6 separate regions of the Mus musculus genome follow, and all the other regions are linked to region 6. The links are chromatin contacts, called in public ChIA-PET, HiChIP or PLAC-seq and promoter capture Hi-C maps. All regions are on one chromosome and are shown on one strand. The core of a region is the stretch at or near the end of the contact, and the rest is flanking DNA. Distances in the headings are between cores, read along the strand shown.

Region 1 (3,837 bases), core at 513-3,012, 660 kb before region 6:
CTCTTGCGTGCGCCCGTGTCCGGTACTTCTCAGCACTGCACCGGGTTTCCCACGGGCTAGCTCTCCGATTTCCATTTTTCTCGAAGGAAACATGGAAACAGTTCAATCCCTACTTCTTATGCAAACACGCGGCCCTACAGATCTATACTCTATCCTGCCTCTCCAAGTCTCTTTTGCGGAACGCTGACAGTTTTCATTGGCTCTTTCAAAGGAAGTCCGTCATTGCTGTCTACAGCACAATCTTTCAGCGCCAGAATGGCTCGCACATGAGGGAGGGGTCCAGCACTCACGGTGAAGGTGGGCGGTGACTGGCTCTCGGGGGCGGGGGTGCCACCCATAAAATGGTTTTGGCTCAAAAAGTTTTGCACGAATATTTTTGTTTTGTTTTGTTGGTTTTTTGTTTGTTTGGCTTGAGGTGACCAGTTAAATAATAAAATGTGGGTTCGTTTTACGTGGTCTTTCTTACTTCTGTCAGTACTTTAAAACCTTACGCTGGGAGCTGAGTCCAGACAGATAAGCTAAGTCAGGATTCAGAGACACAGAAAAGTGAACAAGTGGTGGGGGCGTGGCCAGGTGACTGGAACTTCCATCACACACGCATATATTTTTTATTTTAAATTTGAAAGAAAAAACCCCCACAATGGAGAATAAGGTTTATTTGGTCTTTTCTTATTAAGATGGAATAAGTCACTAAAAATCCTTCAGTAAAAAGGAAACTATCTTTTTTACTTTGGAAAGTGCTAGAGAAGATTGAGTGGCCTGTGTGTCTGGGACCCAGGCAGACAGTCCATGCCAAGTGGCTTTAGAAATCTTGTCCAGCAACTGGGTTTTCTGTAGGTTGAGAATCTAAATAATTTCAGCATGGTAATTCCCACTGCATTTCCCAGTGTCTCCTCCTTCGCTAACTGTCTCTGTGCCTCGATTTCCTCTGTGAGACGGGGTATTAATGCTACCGACTGAAGAGGCTGCTGTGGATTTGAACAGTGTGGGAACAGCTCCAGTCGATGACTACCTAGGGAACCACAGGACAGTGTTTGTGCCAGAGGCCAAATGACTAACAGAAAGCAGCCAGTACTCTGTGCTCAGAAGCACTCTTTCCTGCCACACGGCACAGTTGTCCAATTAATGTGGAGTTTCCTGGATGTTTCAAAGCCACTTTAAAAAACTATCAAGGTAGAGTCTATTGGAAAACTCGACAGTGTGGTGGTATAGGTTGAAGTAAGAGAGAGATTAATGTCTTGGCTATCTCAGTCTTCCATCTTTCACTCATTTTTTTTTTTTTTTTTTTGGTTTTTGGAGACAGGGTATCTCTGTGTAGCCCTGGCTGTCCTGTAACTCACTTTGTAGACCAGGCTGGCCTCGAACTCAGAAATCCACCTGTCTCTGCCTCCCAAGTGCTGGGATTAAATTTCTAAAGAGATCATTTGGGATCAAACAGGCATAGACTAGTTACTATGTAGCAGATACCTGCTCTGAGTTAAATTGGCCCTTCCTAAGTCCGCATCCTTACGCCCTCTCCTGTTTTTCTGGTCTCCCATTTTCCTGTTCTAAATGCAGCCTGACAAAAGGAATGGCATCTTTTGAATTTTATTTTATATTTTGTTATACCTTTGAATGCATTTAAAAATGATGCTAATGCTGTAATTCTGGATCAAGCAAATGAGTTTCCAAGCTGTGAAGCCCACGCCTAGGCAGCAGGGTTTCAAGGCTGGTGTTGCTGAGGGGCCAGGCTCACGGCAATGTTCTAGGTACTTGGCTTCAAGCAATTCTTTCCTGGCTAATGTGTTCTATGTGGGCTGCTACTGGGCCCACTCCAAGACATTACTTAATCCCATCTGCGAAAGAATTACATAGAGTGCATGTTCCACTGTGGTTAATCTACAGAGGTTTTTGTTTTTGGGTTTTTTTTTTGGGGGGAGAAAAATGCATCTTAGGTCAGCATTAAATAAACACATTACTCATTAAGCATTCAAAAACCTCCAGCAGTGAGATCACTAAAGGAATATTACTTGAAACAGAAATATATAATAATATAATATATATGTGTGTGTGTGTGTGTGTATATTTAATATATAGCTCAGCCTGGCTTAAATGCCTGATCCTCCTGCCTCTACCTCCCACATGCTGGGGTCACAGGCATATCCTACCACACCTAGCTGGAAACAGTATTTCCTTTTAAGCAGTATTTAAAGAATGGGAGACTACTTTCAAATACTTTCCCACAATGTCTCACATTTTAATTTGTAATGTAAGTCTAGCCCTGTGCTATCTACTGGCCAACTACACGCCCAGAGAGACGGAGCTCAAAGCAGGTACCCCGTGTCAAGTGTGGGACCGTGGGTGTATTGGGGGTACCTTAACTAATATGTTGGCTTATCAGTTCTCTATCTGCTCTGAATAAAGGAACTCACTCGAAACACCTGGAGCTGGGCATGAGGCTTCATGCTTGCAACCCTGATAGTCAGGAGGCTGAGGCAGACAGGTCAGGAATATGGGGTCAGCCTGGGCTGTACACCAAGACCCTGTCTTTAAACAAAAACAGACAAAAACCCTAAAACTGAACTTCAAGGGGAAGTACTATACAACTGTGAAAAAGGAGAGCACTGGCCTCCAAGCTGCTGAGAAAGCCACACAAACCAGAGTTGGGTGTGACCGCAGTAGACCTGAAGTCACCCGCAACAGCTTCTGTGAAGCCAAGGAACTCACACTCTACTGTTGAGCAATGTGACAGGGGAAGAGAAGGTAGGACAGGAAAAGTAGGCAGAACATTTGCTGAAGCTGGAGAGAAGATCCACATGATGGATGGTGGGAGGGACCCTGCAGAGGCAATGGCTGTGGATGCTGAGGCTGTCCCAATTAGTTGGCTGGACCCAGTGCAGAAGCACTATAGAGTTGGTACAAGAGCAATTACAACAAAAAGGCAGAAGACGTGGGCAGTGAGAATAAGCTTAGTCCTCGCGTGCTGAAGCACAGCGCCCGGGTCAAAGCCGTCTTCCCAGACGCTGCTCTCTTCAGGGGTCAAACCATGAACTGTGACTTAACCATGTGAGGTACCACCCTGTCCAAGCAGAGGCTCAGATGCTGGCCAAGGCAGAGCATCCTTCCTCCTGGCTTACAGCCCTGCAAGTGAGGAGAGGCTCCAAGGGCAGCCATGATTAAAGACGCAATGCCAAGATTTCTTTCTGCACTGAGCTCCTCTGAGCTGCAGGAGAAGCTTCTGTGGCCAACGCTGCCGCTGGCCTGAAGATGTCAAACCATAAACACCATAAACACGCTCTACTGCACTACAGTGACAGCGGTGGGTGAGGGGCGTTGGGGCGGCTGCTGTTTGACATGGGACAACTTTTGGTTGTTCAAGCAGATATGAACATCAAATCCAATCTTCATGAAAACACTATCAATCCCACGTGGATGGCAAAAGAAAAGAAAAAATAAATAAAAAACCAGAAGATTCATGTGGTCACCTTGGGGGACCCATTTAGTGAGGTTGACACAACGGTTGCAGGTCTGGTCCATGTTGTTCTTGGAGACTGTCTTGGCCACGGTTAACTGAGGACAAGTGATACCACACCAAAGAGGCTGTCTGCGGCCATCCACAGCACATCACATGTTTGCAATTCCATGTTTTATTCCGGGACCCCAGGTGCATGGCACTACTAAAACACCAGGTCTGCCTAAGTATACTTACTCTTGCAACAAGGCTTGCGGGGGGGACACTGGGTTCATTAAAGGGGGTGACATTTCTTCAGGGTAATAGTCAGTCCTCTGTGGTTCAATTCCAGGCTCTATTTTAATTTTTTTCTGTAATAAGGGCTTCTCATATGATTCAATTACAGG
Region 2 (3,866 bases), core at 137-2,636, 830 kb before region 6:
TTCCTTAAATAGAGAAGACATCTAAATGTCTAGTATCCCACCTAATATCAAATAGAAAATACTTTTTAGGTTGGTCCTGTGACTTAGTGGTACAGCATTCTCCTGGTTTGAGTAAGGCCCAAGTTCCACTCCTAACACTACCATCACCACCACCCAAATGACCACATCATTTACTGAGGCTGGAGTGTGGCTCTGTCACAAAGCATCTGCCTAGTTTGTGTGAGACCCTGAGTCAGAGCTCTGGGAAAATAAACTATTTAATTTAGGCGAACCAGTTCAAAACTATAGGTACAAGGTAAATATCTAGAGGGGTCTGTCAAACACAAGGACCATTCACATGTAGGTGGAAATATATATATATATATTTCTGTGTTAAGATCAAAGACCAATCTGGAAGTCCCATCCCCAGGAGAGATGAGGAATCAGGTACCGTGTAGATCTCATACCGGGGATGCCTGTCATTAGACCCACGAGACCAGGTCTTCCTTAAGTCCTGTAACTCACAGCACAGATAACCTGTCATAAGGATCCTCAATGCAGCAATGAGGCTGCAGGTGTCCTGCCTGGGTGCCTGCTGCTCTGTCAGAAGGTCAGACTCGCAATGGCCTCAGTTATTTCCAAGTAATTTTCTTTCCTCATGAGTAAACCTTTTCCAACTCTAGGAAGATTTAAAACTTAAATGTGGAAAGGCTAAAGCACCAAAGCCACGCTATTAATGCTTTTTTGTGCACATTTGACCTTTTCTGTCCTACTGATATTTATGAAAGTTAACAGGGTCACAAGGTTTGAAAACCAATTTACAATGACCAGCTGAATTATCACATCACAGACTTTAGCTGAAATGGCCCACATTTAGGAATACTGTATTAACATTTAGGTCTTTAAGCCCACTTTATATATTTAATAGCTTGTATAACAATTATGAAGTACTCAACAAGGTTTTGTAATCTATAGATGAGGCACTTGAAAGGAAATAGAATATATTACAATTAAAACATTCAAGTCAATAGGAAAAAAAAGAATCAAATATTAAACAAATTTCCCTAGAAAACTGCTGCTCAATTTTGCTAGGCTTATATATAGAATTATGATTTTTGGGATGAAGAATTGAGTGTTTAAAATTGCAGTCTTAATAAACTAAACACTAACTATTTAAATCAAATTAAGCATCTAAGTAGATCTCCTTTTTATACAATACACACATCAGCTTACACCAAAACCCATCTAAACCCAAATTGAAGGATACCCAAGCCAAGGGACCATGGGTTCATTCTTCTGTTGTCATGGGAACAGTGTCATCCTTTTAGTTACCACTATCCTTACCACCTGACACTGCCCCACCCTGGGCTGGTTTGAGGTCTCTTGGCTTCCTTTTTCTCCCAACAGTGACTTCTCACATTTAACTATGCCCACAGTGTCTCCACCACAGCACCTCAACAGGAACAAGGGGTTTCTCTCAAACCTCTCAGCTTTATGCTCCATTATGTTTCTTCTCCAACTCTTCAGCATGATGCTGATCTTCTGTACCCACTCCTGTCATCACCTCTCCATCAAAGACAGCAAGAGTCCTCCCGCCACCACCTTATGAAGCCATCTGCATCAAAGTCACAGTGACTTCCTTGTTGTCAAGCTACAGACTCATGTTAGGCTTTCATTGCCTGAACTCTCAGTAGGATTTGAAACTTAACAGATTTAGATTTAAAGCACTCTAGTTTCATAGCATTGGTGCCCGTTCACTCTTCTTTACTATAACAAAATATCAGAGGCAGGCACATTTTATAAGGAAAAAGTGTTTACTGAGTTCACAGTTCTGGAGACTTCAAGGCAAGCTCCAGACCTGGCTTGGTTCTGCTGAGGGTCTCAAGGTGGATGCTGTCCCAGTAGTGGGAGCTCATGAGGAAGGAATTACATCTCAAAACAGGAAGCCAGAGAACAACTACTTGCTTAGGCTCATCCTTTTAACAACCCATTCTTGTGAGAGCTCAAGAGTCTCACAAGAGGCACCTTAATCCTTTCTGAGGACAGCTTTCCCAGGAACCCTAGGAATGCCCACTGGGCCCTACTTGCCAGAGGTACAGTTTCCCAATATCTCTGCACTGAGAACCAACCTTCTAACCCCATCCCTTAGGGAGCCAACTCAAACTATATCCAAAGCACAGCACTGCCGCTGCCCTATCTTTCCATTTTTACTTACTGTCAGCATTCAGTATTATGACTTCGGTTATTTTTAGAACACTCTTACATACATAGTATGCTATTATGTAGGCTTCTTAGATTAAGCTACAATCTGAGAGCTGTCAGCATTCCAATAAAATATGTACAGTCCAGGTCAGCAGGGCATTCTCATTAGGAAACCCAGGCTCCAGAGGCAGCCGTAATAAGCAATCCTATTATCTCTGCCTCCATTAACAGCTGATGGTTGGCTAATTAGCATTCCAAATTGCAGGAATATATTTTAACTGGTGAACACAGCAAACTTTTTACTAGCATCCCCAAATATCTGAAAAAAAAAAAAGGTCTTCAAGATTTGTAGATGGTTAAATACATCCAAGAGAGTCTTCATGTCTTGGCATGGCCAGGCACAAGGGAAACTTTTTCAGCCCAGCAGGATGAATGAGTGGTTACAGGTGCCGCTGCCAATCCTGATGAGTTAAGTTTGATCCCAGGAGCCATGTGGTGGAAGGAGAGGATTGACACCTGCAGGTTACCTCTGACTTCCACACATGAACCATAACACATGTGCACTCATACATATACATGCATGTGTGCACATGTGTTATGTGCCTTGTGTCAATGGTCGTCCGTTCAGCTTTGAACTCTGGGCAATTCTGGTTACTCATGCCTGGATTCTTCTCAGGGAAATAAATCTACCTCTGAAATTTAGTGAGCCTTTTCATGCAAGGTGATAGACAGAGACCTGAAGGATGGAACAGAGGAGCATTCTCAAACCGACACAGGAAACAATTTCCATGGACTATCTTACCTCTCGTGTCTATTGATGTTTCATTTAAAATATCAATTGTCTGCAAAATATCTCCACTTTGCTGTCTCTCGGTCTTAGACTCTTCTCAGCTCCTCTGTGTCCTATTAGACTTCTGTATCCTGGTTTTAGAAATCCCCACCCTTATCCACAGACACTGTGGGAATGCCACCTGGGGCAGTATACTAGACATAAAGTCTCATTCTCTGCTATGATCATCTGCATAAAAGTATTTCAAGGCAGAACCCAGAGGTCTGATGTTGTTGTTGAGATAGGGTCTCACTATATAAGTCAGCACATAGACCAGGTTGGCCTCGAACTCACAGAGATCCACCTGACTGCAGTGATGAAAGGTGGGAGCCACTATGCCCAGGCCAGAAGCACGGATTCTTAATAAGCATCTCAATTATTCCAATACACAGCTCAATCTGTCCTCAAACTAAGTAGCCCAGAATGACCTTGCAGTCCTGCCTCTGTCTCTCAACTGCTAGTGTCTTGGGGTTTCTATTGCTGTGACCAAGAACAACTCGGAGAGGACATGATTTATTTTGTCTTATAGCTCTCAGTTCACACTGCACTACTGAGGAAAATCAGAGCAGGAACTCAAGGCAGGAACTTGGAGGCAAAAACTGAATCAGAGGCCAGAGAGGAATGCTACTCACAGGCTTGCTCTTCATGGTTTGTTCAGCCTTGTTTCCTACAGAACCCAGGACCACCAGCCTAGCGATGGTACTGCCCATGGTGGGCAGGGCCCTCATAAACCAACCATTAATCTAGAAAATATTCCTATACACATGCCTGTAGGCAAATCTTTTTTTTTTTATGAGCATTGATAGGTGTTTTGCCTGCATATGTGTCTGTGTGAGGGTGCTGGATCCCCTGGAAA
Region 3 (3,830 bases), core at 382-2,881, 930 kb before region 6:
ATGGATATAAGAATTACTGAGTATTTTAAGGTACTATTGCAACATTTATAGGCGAAAGAATAGACATTAAGATATCAAGGAAGGGGAAAATAGAATATAGTTTTATAAAGGGATAAAAGGGACGTTGTAATCGGAGGAATGATGGGGTAGGACTGGGAGGGCTGGGGAGAGGAGGAACTGTGCCAAGGACCATCAACACTAAAGGCCTTTGAGAAGTCGTATGGAATTCTACTACTGTAGAAGCTTTCTAAGATGTATATTTATATACAGAGTTTAAATGGAGTTAGCATATCATGGGGCAGGGGGATCAGTATCTCAACTAGACATCATATACTACCACATACAACTCCCAGCACCAGGAGTGAGTAACATCATTTTGAATTATTGGCCAAAGGGATCCCATAGACCCCCACAAACATTGCAGGGTATTGCTCCTCCACGACCGGACAGTAAGCCCCTATTGCTGAAGGCTACAAATATTTATAGAGTATCAAGGGGTCCAGATGGTCCTTAAGTGGAAACTTTACTCCTACTGGCTAGTGTTCACATAATAATCCTTTATGATATTCTCAAAATAAAGTATAGGCTTGGGAATTCTGTCCCTATTTTGACTGCTCAGGTCTTCCAATCCCCTTACTGAGGATTCCCATGTGTATGTAAACTGTAGTATCCAGTGGAAAGACAAATGAGTTCATTCTTGGCGCATCTAATCTTTGTCCCTTCCCTCCCCACCCACCTGTTGTTCCATAAAGCGCAGGAGAGGGTGAGAGAGAACAAAAGAGGGTCAGCGGAAAGGACTGGTTACAGAATTGCAGCACTGAGCAGGGAGCAAAGGATACATTTGCTCCAAGTACAAACTGAAATACTGGCTACATTTTATTGTAACCAGAGGAGGGGTGGGGGGTGGGGGTGGGGTGAGGGGGCAATGGAAATGCTAACTACTTGCATTGTCTAAGTAAGAACATTTGCTTGCCATGTATGCTGTCTGTATTCATCAAAGTTTTCCCCTATCCTTCATTTACACTCTAAAACAAATGATTTTTTTTTTCTTTTGCAAGGAGAACAAGAATGTGGATTGCGTCATAGTAAACGCTGTTTATAGACGTAACATTAACAAGTTCCATTCGGCCACTTGCAGAGACAACGGTAAAGCAGAAGCCCAAATTTTCATAAGTCTCTTGTTTATGCTCATATCTTGCACTGTTTACTGTCTTCCAAACACCAGAACCAAGCACAGTGTCTGGCTTTCAGAGAGATTAACTATCATTTACTAAGTAAATGAGTGAACAATGTTTATAAACTGGGGTAGCACTGACATTCGTCCTTTGGTTTTTGGTTATTATGTTGTAGGTTACATGTACCATGTTGTTCTTACACATTGGTAAACATGAGAAACAGATTTAAATCTGGAGCCAGACCCTCTGTGTTTCTTAAGACCATTTCCTCATCTTTCGTGTTTATCAGTTAGCACAACAGTTCTTGTTAGAGGGTGGCTTTATTAGGCAAAGTGACTCAAAATGAAGAAGTCTCAGTCCCGGGTAACTTTTTTTTTTTTAAAGTCAGACCCAAACGGAAGTGAGTATGAGGTGAATCTCAGGAACTTGAAGTAGAGCAGAGATGAGAAGCAGGAAGCAACATACTATCAAGCTACCGATGGGAACACATTTGTGTCATGTGAGTAGACATGACAGAAACAGCTTTCCTTAAATTATTTGTGGCAATAGTGATCACCTTCATTTTAGTCCTGCCAGAATTTTTCAAGACACCAAAAGGTAAGTAAACCATTGCAATCCAGCTCTCGTTTCTTACTTTAGAGCACATTGTCAGCGAGTGGTGACAGACGAGATCTTTTGGGGTGTATGCAGCATGAGCTGAAGTTCGGTGAGTGAACTGCCTTAAGTGAAACGAGATACCAATTTTTAGTTGCCTGTTATCTAGCATAGTGGCCTTAGGACTTAGTTATGTTACAATTGAAAATGTAAAGAAATATTTAAAGTCTGATTTTCGATTCCAGACACGGGACTTAAGAGAATAGCATCTTATGAGTTTGTTCTTTGAAACTGTTTCCTTCTTTCAAAATAATCATATATATCTGCTTTTATATTCTGGAACTTACTAAGGGAACGGACATTTATTTATTTTAAAATGAGCCATTTGATCACAAGGTGAGACTAATAATTTCCTGCTGATCTTAGAAAAATAGGAGTAAATTTTAGTATTTTTAATATGCAGTAAAACCAGATGGGTACAAATATAGGCAGGTATGTGTGTGTTTGGGAGCATTGGGAACAAGGCAAAACCCACTCTGAGAGCCCTTCAAAGAATTGTTATATATTTGTTGAAACTTCAGGGTAGAGAAACAAAAAAATAAGGGAATTTAAATTATTTTTTATATATTATTAAAAGATTGGAAAACATGTTATTGTGGGTGTTTAAGTGATAATTGTGTTCATTAGCCTTTAATAAGAAGGTTAAAAAAAAAACTCCACTGTTCTATTACTAAATAGGAATCATATAAATTTACGAAAACTAGAGAAAAACTTATATTTGATATCTCGCTGCAATGAATATTTATTGTCGAATATATGCAAAGATATGTATTCAGATAAAAATACTTTTGCTAATTATATTTGATGACATACTGCAATGATTATTTAATGTTGCATATTAAATGATGCTAAGTAGCCAGATAAAAATATTTTTGCTAAATAAACACTGTAACTGCAATTTTTACGAATGATCGAATTAAAATTTTTTTCTTTTGGTTTGGTTTTTTAAAAATATATATATATTGAGCACGTATAGTGTATATTTTTGATACTTATTTTCACCCGCTGAAAATGTGTCCTAAAGAAAATAGAATAAAGACAAGTTATTTTTAAGATATTTTGGGCTTAGAGTAGCAACATGTTTTTAGCTATCTAAGCTAGGCCTTCTCTGTGTTTATATTCCTATTACTTTGACCAATTAGTTTGCATCTAATGAATATCAGGTAACTGGCACACACTGTTTGCTAAGTTGGTCAGTGCTTTAAGAGTCTATTAAGGATTGTGAGGAGGAGGGAAAAGACAGAAGAATTGTTCTTTTGACCACTAGTTCTTGCTACAGGTGACACCAGAAGACCAGTGTGGCCCAGGAAAATTCAGAGAGGTGCATGGTGGGCACCTCAGTGGGCCTTTGATTTTGTAAGCAGAAGGATTCGGTTTTTTGTTTGTTTGGTTGGTTAGTTTGGTTTGTTTTTCAAAATACACTTCAGCTGAACTTGCCTGGCCAGAGAGCCAGTCTGTTCTTCATGTTGACAAGAGCCATTTATAAGATTTGTTTTCTCAGCTGCCACTGTGCTTCATTGCTTGTCCTAAACCAGAAGGAACCACTTCTGTTTTCTGGTTGGAGCGTTCTGGTTGGAGCCAGCATCAACGGTTGTTTCCATTCTTTGGGATGATGAAATTATTTGGCTATTTTGTTTCAAAGGATCCTTACTGTGGAACAGCAAACAAAACTGCAAACTATGGTCTTCTCCTGATGTCCTTCAGTGGTGGAAGGAATTTTGCTCAAAGCCACCACAAAGTGTTGATTATTGGGTTAACTCACACACACAATAGTATAATAATTATGTTTTATAATGGTCTGTGGGTCATCAGGATTATTGCTATAACCTCATCATGTGTAACCTTATATTGATTAAATTAAGGGGATGTGGATTTAACTATTTTGTTACTTAATTTGAGGCATGAGGGCGGGGGGGTGGGAGGGTGGGTGTGGTGGTGGTGGTGGCAAGGTAGCCCTGGCTGTCCTGGAACTTGCTATGTAGGCCACGCTGGCCTTGAACT
Region 4 (4,202 bases), core at 1,555-4,054, 700 kb before region 6:
TACCTTCTAGGCTTACCTGCCTGCTGCACTGTTTGGACACAGTGTCACCAGCCTGTCTAAAGCCTGCTCTGCTATCTGGGGAAGACCTGAACCCTGATCTGTTTTTCTTTGCTAGCAAGAGCGTGAGTGACTTCCTTCATCCCTTTCAAATGATGGTAAGGCTCCGTGATCCGAGCCAAAGCAGGAGTGCTTCACAGCTGAGTCACTGGACGTTGGTTGATGGACGATATTACTTGTGTGCTCTGTTATCTCTGCTGGAGCCCTCTCAGCGGCGCCTCCCTATTGATGACTCCTAAATCGTTAGAATTCCTCGTGGCCATGAGAGTGACCCTTGGGGGTTCAGACAGGGGAAGAAAGATTTCTTTTAGATGTCATTAGTCAAAAAAAAAAAAAATGTGATGATGCCATTCATAAAAGCAACCACCAGAGCATGCATGGGTAGCACACTCCTCTCTCTGGGTGGAGTACTCCACTTAGTATTGATGCAGCCCTTCCTCTAGTGTCCGGGACAGTCTTTCATTTACATCTTGCAGGTGTTCTGAGAGATAGGCTCTAACTTCCATCCCAGTCTTTCAAATAAGGATGGTAAAAGACAGATTCAATAACCCAAAGTCACAAGGAGCCAGGATTTGATGTCCCAGCCTGGCTCACAATGTCCCAGCTTTTTCCTCACTAAGCTTCACTACCATAACCAAGGACAGGAAGAGGAGCCATGGAGAAGAGGAGGGAGGACCTTAAAGCCCAGCTCTTGCTAGAGTCCTTGTTTTTTCCTGGGTCTCCAGCAGAGGGCACCCATGACTTAAATTATGTGGGTTCCCACTTGGAAAAAAAAAAAAACCCGGATCCTAAACCTTCCTTTGTCCATTAGTCTTGAAATATTTCTAGCGTACTAACTGAAGGAAAGATCCATGGGAACAAGTAAGTTGATGTTTCAGAATATTTCTTGGAGGACTTGAAAAGGGGGCATTTAACCAAGAGCCTAACAAATGAGGCTTATTCCCAGACACTACACTAGGAAAGCCTGCTCCCCATTGACTTGCAAACGCTTGACGGTATGGAGCAAAGCCCTGTGTTTAGTAGGGTTTGGGGCATTCAGCCTTCCACACCTGTGTGTTAGGGAGTTTTCTTTCTAGGGGTATTTGTCACATCCTTTGCAGGAAATTACCTCAGAGGGACAATCCTGGAAGGCCACACTGGAGGTCAGATACAGAACTCCCCCTTGCATAGAGTCTCTGTGAGGGGAATCTCTGCATTTCTTTACCCTTTCGGTACACACAGTTAACAATGAGTGTGATCTGTTTTTATTTTATGTTCACTGGTGTTTTGCCTGCATGTACATCTGTGTAAGAGTGCCAGATCTCCTAAAGCTGGAGTTGCAGCTATAAGCTACCACATGGGTGTCAGGAATTGAACCAGAGTCCTCCGGAAGAACAGCCAGTGCTCTTAACCAGTGAGTCATCTCTCTAGCTCCCTCTTTTTCGGTGTTCAAGACAGGGTTAGTCTTTGTGGTCCTGGACCTCTGTACTAAGCTGACCTGAACTCAGAAATCAGACTGCCTCTGCCTCCCAAGGACTAGGATTAAAGCCGTGCGCCACTCGAGAGCTTTTAGGGCAAATGGGCCAAGTTTTTTTTCTGGTTGTAAGAAAGTCCCGCCAACCTTCTGCACATGACCCAGCTACTCTGAGGAGACCTGATAATTTTGGGGGATCCTCAGCAGTCTGTCTGCTATAGTGTACTTGTATCCTATGAAGCCCATGTACGAAAGTCACAAGGTGATATAAGGTACTGAGGTCCTGAACGGGTGGGGCCGTGGTGTCCCGCCTCTTCTTGCTGGAACAATCACAGCATGAACCATCCCCATGACCACAGGTGGGCAGATACCAGATCTGTTAGTGCCTCGGTCTTGAACTTCCAAATTCCCAAACTCTCAACAACATATTTCTGTTGTTTGTAAAGGGTCTAAGTTTGCGACATTTTATTGCAGCAGTCAAAATAGACAAAGACACCCCCAAAGTGACTCCTTTTCTGTGCATCCTGTGACATAAGAAAGTGGACTCAGTGTTAACTCACAGGCTGCCCTGGTGGCAGCCTCCAGCCAGGGGCTAGGTTCAGAACTTAGTTCTTCCTCTTGTGGGCTCATCAGCAGCCCCTGAGCAGCCTGCTTACTGGCTCTGGACCACAGCTTCCTCACTAGCGAAATGAAAACAGTGAGCTTCGCCCTCAGCATGATCCACAAATAAGGTAAGGATCTGAGGCTTAGTGGGGGACGCAGGGCAAGCACTCTGTATGCCTCAGCGGCTGCATCTGTGCAAATCAGGGCTCCATGGAAAGGAACTTTGTCATCTCTCATTGCCGAGGTCTTCACTGATGTCCCAGCAATTTCTTCTACTCTGGGTGACACGACCAAACTTCAGTCTTCCCCAGGGAGCATGACACCCCTCCCTCTATCTTTCCCAAATGCAAACTCCCCCCACTTCTGGGTGGTGTAGAAATTCTGCTCACTGGAGTCAGGTGCCTAGGCACTTGTCCCTCAGAACCGACCAGCTTGGAGGTCAGCTGAAGTTCAGGAGGGCCTCTGTTCTAGTCACTGTTTATAGATCTGCCAGAGTTTGTAAGTCAAAGGCCCATTTGGGGCCTCCAGAGCCAAGGCCAAGAGGGCAAGCACACAATGCAGCCCTTCTTTGGAGGCCTTGTTTACCTTCCGGGAGCAGGCAGGGTGTGGCAAGAACTTCTGGGTGGCGAGAATTACAGGGTGTGGTGAGAATGTTGGGTGTGGCTGCCCAGGCCAGGCCTTGAAGAAAGCTGCCAAGCAACAAGGCAGGGGACCCAGTGGCCCAGGTCTGACTGACTGTGGGGAAGTGGCTGGTGGTGTCTGCTGAGGCCTGGCTCTGCGGTAGAGTAACTAATGCCCTGACTCCCTCACTTGCCAAACACAATAATAGGGTAACAGACCAAGAAGGTACTTCACTCAGCATGGCCCTCCATAGCTTTCCTGTCATGTTAAAAAGTAAGCCCCAGGGGGCTTCGTGAGAGTCTTGGTGCCCACATTAACTATTTTTTTTTAAAGATTTATTTATTTTATTTATATGGGTACACTGTTGCTGTCTTCAGACAGAACCAGAAGAGGGCATCAGATCCCATTACAGACGGTTGTGAGCCACCATGTGGTTGCTGGGAATTGAACTCAGGACCTCTGGAAAGAGCAGTCAGTGCTCTTTACCACTGAGCCAGCCCCCCCTCCCCCGCCTCCCCCCCCCCCTATTCATTTTGGGACCTTGGTGAAATGGCTGGAGATTCTAATGTGACATGTAGCATTTCTTCCATCCAAGCTTTGGACTGAGCCTGGATCCATCTAGGATCAAGTGACCAGAGACCTTCAACCATCCATGAGAATGTTATTTTGGAGACTGTAGAAGCTCTGGTAGGGTTTTGGGGAGAGATGAGTCTGACCTGGGAGCCAGGAAGCCACTCTCTATCCTCTAACTAACTCACTGGATGAGATATCCACCCGGAATAAGATCCAAGGGAGAGACAGAAATCCACTCCATAGTTTTATTGTAAAGACCACCGGCCATATATCCAGATGATGTTCCAACTGGTAATAAGAACACATGCTCCACTATGTTTATAGCAGCCTTATTTATAATAGCCAGAAGCTGGAAAGAACCCAGATGCCCCTCAACAGAGGAATGGATATAGAAAATGTGCTACATTTACACAATGGAGTATTACTCAGCTATTAAAAACAATGAATTTATGAAATTCCTAGCCAAATGGATGGATCTGGAGGGCATCATCCTGAGTGAGGTAACCCAATCACAAAAGAACTCACATGGTATACACTCACTGATAAGTGGATATTAGCCCAGAAACTTAGAATACCCAAGAAGATACAATTTACAAAACACATGAAACTCAAGAAGAAGGAAGACCAAAGTGTGGACACTTCCCCCCTTTTTAGAATTGGAAACAAAACCCCCATGGAAGGAGTTATAGAGACAAAGTTTGGAGCTGAGATGAAAGGATGGACCATCCAGAGACTGCCCCACCCGGGGGTCCACCCCATAATCAGCCACCAAACGCAAACATTATTGCATACGCCAGCAAGATTTTGCTGAAAGGACCCTGATATAGCTGTCTCTTGTGAGGCTATGCCGGGGCCTAGCAAACACAGAAGTGGATGCTCACAGTCAGCTATTGGA
Region 5 (4,208 bases), core at 1,697-4,196, 800 kb before region 6:
TATAAGGATGCAGCTAGGAGCCAGACACCAGGCTAGTATGCAGGTCTCAGTGCCTAGATCCTCCTATGACACCAAGAGTCATGAGAAGAGCTTCAAAAATGGTGTCAACATCTGGCTCCTCTGAGCCTTTTTTAACAATTTGGGAGCACGGGAAGTGTTGGTAAGCTCCTGTTTCTAACATTCTGACTCATACTTGGTATCTCTGAGTGTCCTGTTCTTTGTCTATCTCAGGAGTGTGCACTGAGTAGTGTCTGTATCTTCCCACAGGCAGTGAGGATGCTTCGCCGTGTGCTTTCTCGTGTTAGACCCATTTCTAGCCCCGCCCCCAATCCATCCGATTATATTCTTGGCTTAATTTGTGCCCGCCCTTTGGGTTTCTCAGTCACATTTTTATTGATGTGTGGAAAACCTGACATAGTTTGGATACCATTACATGGTTGTACGCACTACAAATACCATTTTAATTCAGTCCGTGGTTTGTCTTCCCCACAAATTCAACAGCAAATGTTAGCTTTAATATCAGTACTTAATAATGTTTTCCTTCTGTCTGAACTGCGACAGGATATTAACTGGCTTTAGGCTATATTATCTTATTTATCCCACTGTGACATTTAAAAAAAATTAAAGTAGCATAACACATAAAATCGGATAGGGTGGCGCATGCTTGCAATGTCAACACCGGGGAGCCGAGGCAGGACGATATGAGACCCACTTGTAAGATGCTATCTCATAAAATATGAAACATCATATATGGTATTTTTTAAAGGACAAAGGGGGATAACATGGTGAATGGGACTCTCTCTTAGTTATGCTGGAAGACAAGAGTTCTGAAGAAAAGCATTGTATGTGTTCCAGTATATGCATGTGATAATGCTACTAGTCTCCTGTGGCCGATATAGGAAATTTCCTTTAGCCACGTGGCTTAAAACAACAGCAATGTGTTCCTCTTATGGCTCTAGAAATCAGACAGTTGGAAGTGAAGGCAGGGTGGTGCTCCCTCTGCCTTCTGGCCGCAGGCATCCATCGGCTTCTGACTCTGAACCTGAGTTCCGGCTTCTGAGTCAAATGGCTACCTCTCGGTGTCTCCTTATGTGAGACTTGGGACCTGGCACACTGTGATGCTGAGCACAGTCTTGGGACGGCCTGCCCCTGACCAGTCCATTTCTTAGCTACTCCTGAACCAGTGTGAGGTGGGGGTAGAACACTTATCTCCCAGCACCTTTATGAGTGTTGGTAAGTACTTGTAAAATGCCCAGAGTAAAGCTGGCAGGAAGACGAGCCCTGTATATGCGTGCTAGGCCATAGTTCTGCTTCCTGATTTGCTTCATGTGATCTCAATGCTCTATGATCTTTCTACTTTCCCATGTGAAAACATGGCTTTCACAGAATCCAAATCTCCTACTCTTGTGGCTTCTTTTTTTGTCAGTTATCATTCCAGCTGCTTGGTATTCATTATCATCCCTCGAAAAAAAATCACAACTCTGACTGTTCTGTAGATGAAAAAATAATCTCAGTGAGGTTACACAACTTGCCCAAAGCTACACAGTTGGCTAAGCGAGGCACTCAGCCCAATGTGTTCTCTTTTCTGCTCATTTTCCTGTCATGTGGTCCCTTCCATGTGAGTTGCATGAATTAGGTTGGCTCTACCCTTCCCCTTAGAGTTGTGACAGCTTCAACAGGAGTAGCACTTGCATCCCCAAAGGTCATCATTACTGTGCAATACAACCGAGATGTGAGTCATGTGACCGCTCTTCAATGCTAGGCGCACGTATGTGTGTGCCTGTATGCGTGCGTGCGTGCTTGCTCAAGCTTGTGTGTATACCTCTGAATCATGTGGTTTCTTAAGAAGCAGGCCCAGTGTTGCCTGCCATCCCTTGCATCTCATTGGCTCCTCTCCCCTCTGCCTAGGTCTCCAGTCGGGTCTGGATATCTCCACTCATTCGCTCCCTCCACACACTAGTTGCCAGCTTTGCCCCATCACTCCTTGCTGAGCCTCCCCAGTTCGGAGAAGACTTCCTCTTATGTTTGCTGAGTGACTATGAGCAGTAAGATGTTCTTCTTCGTTTCCTCCCGAAAGCAGAAGTGATTTCCAGCTTATCATTGGCCAACGTACAGTCTTGGTAGTTTTTTGTTTTTGTTTTTTTGTTCAAAGACGAGATGATGGTAGCCAGAGAGATCAATTAGGAGACGATCATCTAGTTAATCGAGTGAGAAGCCGGGATACAGGGACACCTGCTCAAAGTGTCTGCCCTTCATCCTCTTTGCCTTTCAGCCTTGACTAAACGTGTTTCTCAAATTCTAAACAGTCTTTAGAAAACCAAGTTCTAAGCTGCTGTGGAAGAAGACCAGCATCGCTTGCTCTTCCCGAATTAAGAACTGAAGCTCCCAGTAGTAGTGAATGTTGACAAACTGTCGAGGCTGGCTAAATGTGTATTGACACTGAAACTTCTCTTGAAAACCGGCTTTCCAAAAAGCACGCCATGAGCTTTAAGCTTATTTTGTTTTTAAAGTATCTCTGTCAGTCCCAAGGTGCTGAAACCTTGCTCGAATGACAGTGGTGATTTTGTAGGGGAAATATGAAGGATTGTCACAGCACAGAACTGAATCTCCTAACTTCTATCCTGGTGGCAATTTAAAATTCAGTCTGAAATAAAACAAAACAAACAACAAACAACAAAACTAAACAAAAATAAAAACCAAAAAGCAGACAAAACATACCTTAAATAAATACTCGTAGTAACACCAAAATGTTCATAATCTGCTTGTTTATATGAATCTAAAGATTGAAGCAAAGATTTATAGACGGCAGCTCAGAGCCCCTCTGCTTTGGAAGGGTTTTATACACGGGGTAATTCCAACGAGTACCAAGAGATGACGCCAAACCACTCCTAAGTACCGTGGTTCCCAGGCTTAGGACTAGGGTTGGTCAAGCAACTTATTTTTTCAGAGAAATTCGGAGAAGGAAGTCTTGGTAAGTAAGAAGGCTTTTCTGGATTTTTCAAATTACTGCGTTGATATTTCAATCGAGAAAGAAAATGGTACCGTCAGTGCTGGAAATAGGTAACCTTTCTTTGAAATTTTTACAAAACGATTTTGTGGCGGTGTTTTAAAGCGTGGCTGTCGTTTGGACTACCTAAGAATTTTCTGTGACTTTCGGGTAGACAGACAACAGCTGGCATTTCAGCGGTAGCCAAGGAAGTGAGTCGACTTCTGTGACTTTTCCTGTCCCGTTGGTTTGGGCTGTTTTCTCCTTTCACGAAGTTTTGTAGTCTTTTGTGGTCGTGACAGCACACTGGGCTGTGTGTATAAAAACAGTGTTCTGTTTCCTCATCACGTGGTACTATAATCTTTTATTAGTCTGTACCTCTCACTAATTTATGAGCGTTTTGGAGGAAGGATTTAATTCTGTCCCTCCTATGTGAATTCGTTTCCGCTGCGCTAGTTTTTGCCGTGCCCTTTGTCCACAGAAGAATCTGAAGAAACATTTGGTGGAAGTGACTGAGATCAAGATTCCCAAACTCTTTGTAACTTTGAATCCAGCCGGAAGCTGGCACTTGGCCTTCAAACCCAAAGTTTGACAGAGCCAGGTTTCTCTTGTGCTTGTGTTGACTTGATTACAACCCTCCCCCCCACCCCCCTTTTCTCATAGCTTTAGTTTTTACGGCGCTCCCTCCATCCGCCACCACTTTTGGTTTTGTGGTTGACTATTCTTTTCTCTTTCACTTTCTGTTTGATGTATTAAGCAAATTCTTATTGTCTCCTCATACTTCCTTTAAAATAAATAAATAAACCTTCCCCTTTGTCCCACCCATGCTACCTACGAATTCATTAAAGTCTGGGGCTGTTTGCCAGAATGTGCACCCTAGGAACATCTCGAGGTTCTGAGCATCTTCCAGGACGCGCATATCCATGTGGGGGACATGGCAGCTGAATGAATGACAGTCCCTTGAACATAGACACGTAAGCTGCCCTCGGGGGGTGGGGGAGGGGGATTTGTAGGAGGGGACCTCATCCGTGAATGTCCATTCTCTGCCACCTTGTTGAAGAGGTTGGGCCCTCTTTATGTGTGTATTTATATCATAAATAATACAAGCATGCTTGCATATAAAACTTTTTGGCGGGGTATATTTTAAGAGAGCTTTAATTGATTAGTTCTTTGAGAATTTTGAACACTGTGTTTTTCTTCGCCCCTTCCTAACTCTTAACCA
Region 6 (4,352 bases), core at 301-2,800:
TAGGAACGAACATTAAAGACAGGCACATCAGAGGCTCAGCTTCCCATTGCTAAGAGTTTTGCAAAGCACCCACCCGTTTATGTACTTTTCATGCCTCTTCCTGGTTCCTTAAGAAAGTCCTCAGGGTTCCCAGGGAGGAACTGACTCTGCAGAAGGGGGGCACCGTGAATGCTGAGAAAAGAGAAAAGAACTCGCTAGCCTCAGCGAGCTCTCAGGCAAGGTAGTGAGACCCTGAAAAGTGATACATTCCTACCTTTGGGTACAGCTGCCCTCTCCTTCTCCCATCCCACCCCTCCCACCTTGAGCAGGCTCCACAAACAATAAAGCCTAAGTGTGGCCATTCTCCAACTCATGGGAATCCCACTTCACATCGAGGGGGTCTTAAAAGGGATCTTTGCCCATGGAGGTGCAACGCAAAAAGTTTAGAAGTTTAGACTTGTAGAGACAGCTGAGCTTCCTGGGTGTGACCCATTTAAATTAGGTCATTCAAAAATTCCCTTCTAACACCTGGCTCTAAATAGAAGAACGGCTTGCAGCCACTAAGAGGACGAAGGAGGGTTGTACGTAGGAGGTGAATGCCTGCCATCATCAGTACCAGGGCGCTGAAGATGTTTGCTGAGAGAAACACTCATCACTTTCAATTTCTTTTCCTTTTTAAGCAACTTCCGGAGAACAAGGCATTTAAAATAAAATCACAACCAGGAACGCCACACCTAGGTGGGGTTCAAACAGAACGACACATCTTTTAGAAAAGAAGAGAACAGCAACCTGTGAAGTTAGAGTGAGCCTCTTACTCACGTAGCAACCCGGAAGCTGCTAGGAAACAATCAAGCCGGGTTTCAAAATGACCAGCACAGGATGTGCCCATAGAAAGAAATGTTGCGTGCACCGAGAAGCTGCCAAAGTTACCGCTGCAAAGTACCCTGAACTTTCAAAAGGCGGCCTGGGGTCACTCTGACCGGCCTCGTCCGAGCTGGATGCCTTACAAACACTTGTGCCCCGGTGATATTTGGCGGGAGGGAGTGGGGCGGGATATGCAAGGAGGAGGAGCAGGGGACCTGAGCACCTTCGTCGCAGCGCAGAAAGCATCAAGGTTTCTCCCCCCCCCCCCCACCCCCAAGCAGAGGACAACAAGGTAGCTCTGAAATCCCGCCTCTTCCCCCTCCCCCACCAGAGCACCCCAAGAGACCCGGCAGCAACGCCCTTGGGTGGCGGGACCGCGCCTTCTCTGCAGCAAGGGAGCTCAGGGGCATGCTGGAAGTGGAGGGTTGCCCCGCACCCTAAGGACCCAAGGTGGAACCTACCAGTGAGGTGGCACGCTCAGAACTCCGGGCTGAGCTAGGGCGCGCAGGTGCTCCCGGGCACCCAGAAGATGGCCTGGGCGGGCGGGGCGTCCATGGTCCTCAGCTGGCTGTGCTCTTGCCGCCCCACGCTGCTGGGGTGGGGGTCCACTCCACAGTCTCTGCTTCTCTTGCGGGTTGAAGAGACGGTCGGTCCGAGGTGGCTTGCAGCAACAGGCACCGCGGTGTGGCCGGCGGCGGCGACAGCAGCTGAGGAGGAGGAGGAGGTGTCTGCGCGCGGCTCGCTCGCGTTTCCTCCTCCCGGGCTGGGCGAGCGCTGGGGAAAGCAGAGGCGGGGGAGGGGGACAGCAGCCGGAATCTCCCTAGTGAGTCCCCCGGGAGCCAAGAACAGGAGTAGATGCCCTCCCTTCCCCTCCGCACCAAGCGACTCTGGCTAGGCGACTCGGCCCAGACTGGCGAGTCACAGGCGAGCAACAGCTGCTGCAGTGCGGGTCCTCCGCGGCCTCCCTCCCCTCGCTCCCCAGCGGTCCATCCTCAGCCCGCCCAGGGGCCACCAGGCGCCACCCCACGAGAGCTCGGGGAAGGTGCAAGCATCGCCACCCCATCCAGCCTCAGCGCGAAGTCCTGGCCCGGAATATTCCCTGCGTGCTCACAAGTGATTATGGCCCTCCCGGCGGGATGTGTGGTCACACACCGGGCTCTTGACCGCTTATTTATAGCAGGTAGCCCTGCCCGAGGCTGTTTTGGCGTGCGAGGTTCTCAGCAGGTGGCAGCGGAGCCCGCGCTCCCTGAGGGATCCTGCTTCTCTGCACGCACCCTCCGAAACGGACCCGGAGATCACTGCGCAGCGTACCCGCAGGCCACCCAGCCACCAGCCCTTCCCCCGCCTCATCCTTCTTGCATTGGGGTCGAATGGCAGGATGGGGGCTGGTGGGGGGAACCAGGAACCGAAGCAGGATGGGACGCTGGCACTCCAGGCAGCAAAATCGGGGACTCAGAGAAACACCCGGGATGAAGTGCCCTCCGCGGATTAGCCTCTACTAAACCCATCTCTGGCCAGGTGCGGGGAGTGACGCAGAGCCCGGACCGCGCGCTTTTTCCCTCTCTGCGTGCGGAGCACACACACGCACGCACTGCGCGTCTGTGTGCACGCCAGAGAGCCACAGAAACCTCTCAAAGCACCATTCCCGCAAGTTAAAGAGGCAGACTCACTCCAAAGAGCAGAAGGGATCCAAGAAAAGTGAGCGGTGCACGTGGCTTGGATTGTATCTAGAGCCCTCCGTAGCTGCCATGTGGGGTTAGTTCATTCTTTATTACACCATAGTTTGTCTTCCTAGTTTCAGATCGAGAGAGAGAGAGAGAGAGAGAGAGAGAGAGAGAGAGAGAGAGAGAGAGAGAGAGAGAGAGAGAATGAATGAGAATAGATATAGCCAGGAATAGTCTAAGGAAAAGAGTGTTGATTGGTTCGTGGAAAATGCTCCGCAGGAAAAGATCAGGTTATCCAGCTAAACTCTATCGTCTTCAGCATCATACTATCACTGTTTCATGCTTTTATCTTCAACCCCATTGTTAAGTTGTCCTTCCCGCTCTGTGGCCTACAGACCATGGCTACTTCCAGAAGGTCACCACGTCAAGACAAGCGACATGCCAGCCATTGAAGGAGCATCCCAGCCACATTTGGACCTATTGCTTAACTACCCTGCCTGGCAGTCTCCACCATAGAAGGGACAGAGAATTTCTGGAGCATGCTTACAGAATAGGGCCAGAGCCACCTCATCTACCATTTCCTTCCCTTATCTTGTCCTCACCCTGCCACCTCCTCCCTGCAAAACGTTTGATTCTGGAGTGCAGGAAGGCTTAGCAGTCAAGTAGAGACCAGATGGTAAAGGAAGGCAGTGCCTGGGTAGAGTAGCCTAGTAGTCCAGGCTCCAGCTGGTGCTGGGAGGAGGGGGAGCAGTTCATTCCCCCATAAGCTCGCACAAATTCCAGCTCAGAGATGTATACCTTAGAGGCAAGAAACCATGCTAACCCTGACCTGGCCTGGGGAAGTGTTGTGCCCATGTACCAGGCACCAGGCAGCTATCTCTACATCACCTTTCTAGTTCCCAGACACACAATAAAGAATTCGGAACTTTAAAAAAAAAAAAAAACAAAAAACAAAAAACAAAAAACAAACAAAAAAAACAACCCTTAACTGACTTATTGTAGACCTCAGGAGACAGCCTGCCTGCCTCACCCTTTGGGTTCCAGCAGCTCAGGAAGAAATAGTAAAATCTCTAGATCAAGGCTGGCATGTGGGGTTTGCAGAGTTAAAGACTGTCAAACAGGAAGAGAAATCTGTAGTCTCACTGTGAGCAGTGCCAGCCAAGCTCTGGGCACCCACCTGCACCCGTTCTTGTTATAGGAAGGAAGTGGCTCCTCCTCCTGAGGCACAGGAGTTCCAACAGAGCCCCTAAGGCCATCTCTAAGGGGTTGAGACTGAAGTGCAGCAGCAGAGTTCCCTCTGGGCTATGGGATGACATTGGGCTGGTTGACTCTGTGTGTGTGTGTGTGTGTGTGTGTGTGTGTGTGTGTGTGTGTAGCTCTTCCCCACAGGGGCTCCTAGATGGCCTTAGTGACCCAGAGGTCCCTGGATAGACTGTCTTGCTGGCTTGATGGATAAAAGCCACCTCTATCAGCCATGGATGCTGCTCGGTTGCCTTTAGACAATCTCTTCACTTGCCTCCCTGCCCCCAGAACCTCTGAGTACAGCATTCTTTTTAGGACTCCCTCTAGAGAGTCATTCCTATGCTCCAAATTTAGTCACTTGCAGTATAATTAATTATTTATTGGCAAATACTAGCAATATTAATACCAGCTCTAAGATAGCTGTAAGCTCCAGAAAAATAAAACTTACCTTTCCAGTAGAAAGCCCAGAGACAAAGAAAACAGAGGCCACTTGGCTTTTAAAACGTAAAAGGAGCACTTTTAAATCTAGTCTTTGGCTAATGTAGAAAGAAGACCTTTAAATGACAGGGGCCAGGGATGTGGCTCGTTCAGATTGCATGCCTA

What was found. Promoter capture Hi-C pulls out the DNA fragments that hold promoters and counts their contacts. ChIA-PET counts read pairs in DNA pulled down with a chosen protein or histone mark. HiChIP or PLAC-seq counts read pairs in DNA pulled down with a chosen protein or histone mark. Capture Hi-C pulls out chosen DNA fragments and counts their contacts.
Region 1: a promoter capture Hi-C map of hippocampal neurons shows a contact between it and region 6, with 3 times the contacts expected there. The contact joins the enhancer-like site here to the promoter of Tbc1d1 in region 6. A contact is called at or near these places in 7 of 39 promoter capture datasets (the 3T3-L1 cell line, the C10 cell line, cranial neural crest and 4 more), 1 of 15 datasets of contacts at CTCF or cohesin (large pre-B cells), 3 of 484 Hi-C or Micro-C datasets (LSK cells, hematopoietic stem and progenitor cells and uterus), 7 of 115 datasets of contacts at active chromatin or transcription factors (the NIH/3T3 cell line, embryonic forebrain, epiblast stem cells and 4 more) and 1 of 9 other capture datasets (liver).
Region 2: an RNA polymerase II ChIA-PET map of memory CD8 T cells shows a contact between it and region 6, with 8 read pairs. The contact joins the enhancer-like site here to the promoter of Tbc1d1 in region 6. A contact is called at or near these places in 3 of 39 promoter capture datasets (the 3T3-L1 cell line, liver and neutrophils), 2 of 115 datasets of contacts at active chromatin or transcription factors (memory CD8 T cells and stem cell-derived neural progenitor cells) and 2 of 9 other capture datasets (adipose tissue and liver).
Region 3: a promoter capture Hi-C map of liver shows a contact between it and region 6, with 2.2 times the contacts expected there. The contact joins the promoter of Tmem156 here to the promoter of Tbc1d1 in region 6. A contact is called at or near these places in 4 of 39 promoter capture datasets (hippocampal neurons, liver, neutrophils and 1 more) and 1 of 115 datasets of contacts at active chromatin or transcription factors (memory CD8 T cells).
Region 4: an H3K27ac HiChIP or PLAC-seq map of extraembryonic endoderm stem cells shows a contact between it and region 6, with 6 times the contacts expected there. The contact joins the enhancer-like site here to the promoter of Tbc1d1 in region 6. A contact is called at or near these places in 12 of 39 promoter capture datasets (the 3T3-L1 cell line, the C10 cell line, the HPC-7 cell line and 7 more), 1 of 484 Hi-C or Micro-C datasets (muscle stem cells), 10 of 115 datasets of contacts at active chromatin or transcription factors (bone marrow-derived macrophages, cardiomyocytes, embryonic forebrain and 5 more) and 3 of 9 other capture datasets (adipose tissue, embryonic stem cells and liver).
Region 5: a promoter capture Hi-C map of adipose tissue shows a contact between it and region 6. The contact joins the promoter of Tlr6 here to the promoter of Tbc1d1 in region 6. A contact is called at or near these places in 10 of 39 promoter capture datasets (the C10 cell line, embryonic stem cells, hippocampal neurons and 4 more), 2 of 115 datasets of contacts at active chromatin or transcription factors (memory CD8 T cells and pancreatic cancer cells) and 3 of 9 other capture datasets (adipose tissue, embryonic stem cells and liver).

The regions. Positions count from the first base shown.
Region 1 is chr5:64,822,881-64,826,717 of GRCm38.p6, reverse strand. Klf3 (Kruppel-like factor 3 (basic)) reads right to left here. Exons shown (of 6, transcript NM_008453.6): 4 at 3,689-3,837. Among named protein-coding and RNA genes, the nearest start is that of Gm31684, 8.0 kb to the right of the region's middle. Within about 2 kb of position 1,762, at least 23 of the 459 cell types and tissues checked have an H3K27ac peak or open chromatin away from gene starts, as enhancers often do. A contact at or near this core is called in hippocampal neurons, where this site is marked.
Region 2 is chr5:64,987,696-64,991,561 of GRCm38.p6, reverse strand. All of the region lies in intron 2 of Fam114a1 (family with sequence similarity 114, member A1), which reads right to left. Among named protein-coding and RNA genes, the nearest start is that of Mir574, 19 kb to the right of the region's middle. Within about 2 kb of position 1,386, at least 43 of the 459 cell types and tissues checked have an H3K27ac peak or open chromatin away from gene starts, as enhancers often do. A contact at or near this core is called in memory CD8 T cells, where this site is marked.
Region 3 is chr5:65,089,410-65,093,239 of GRCm38.p6, reverse strand. It overlaps Tmem156 (transmembrane protein 156), which reads left to right and starts at 1,631. Exons shown (of 6, transcript NM_001370814.1): 1 at 1,631-1,772. The coding sequence starts at 1,685.
Region 4 is chr5:64,863,408-64,867,609 of GRCm38.p6, reverse strand. No RefSeq gene overlaps it. Among named protein-coding and RNA genes, the nearest start is that of Gm31889, 14 kb to the left of the region's middle. Within about 2 kb of position 2,804, at least 201 of the 459 cell types and tissues checked have an H3K27ac peak or open chromatin away from gene starts, as enhancers often do. A contact at or near this core is called in adipose tissue, bone marrow-derived macrophages, embryonic stem cells and 3 more, where this site is marked.
Region 5 is chr5:64,958,786-64,962,993 of GRCm38.p6, reverse strand. Tlr6 (toll-like receptor 6) reads left to right here and starts at 2,946. Exons shown (of 2, transcript NM_001359180.2): 1 at 2,946-2,971.
Region 6 is chr5:64,157,458-64,161,809 of GRCm38.p6, reverse strand. Tbc1d1 (TBC1 domain family, member 1) reads right to left here and starts at 1,550. Exons shown (of 22, transcript NM_001310611.1): 1 at 1,305-1,550.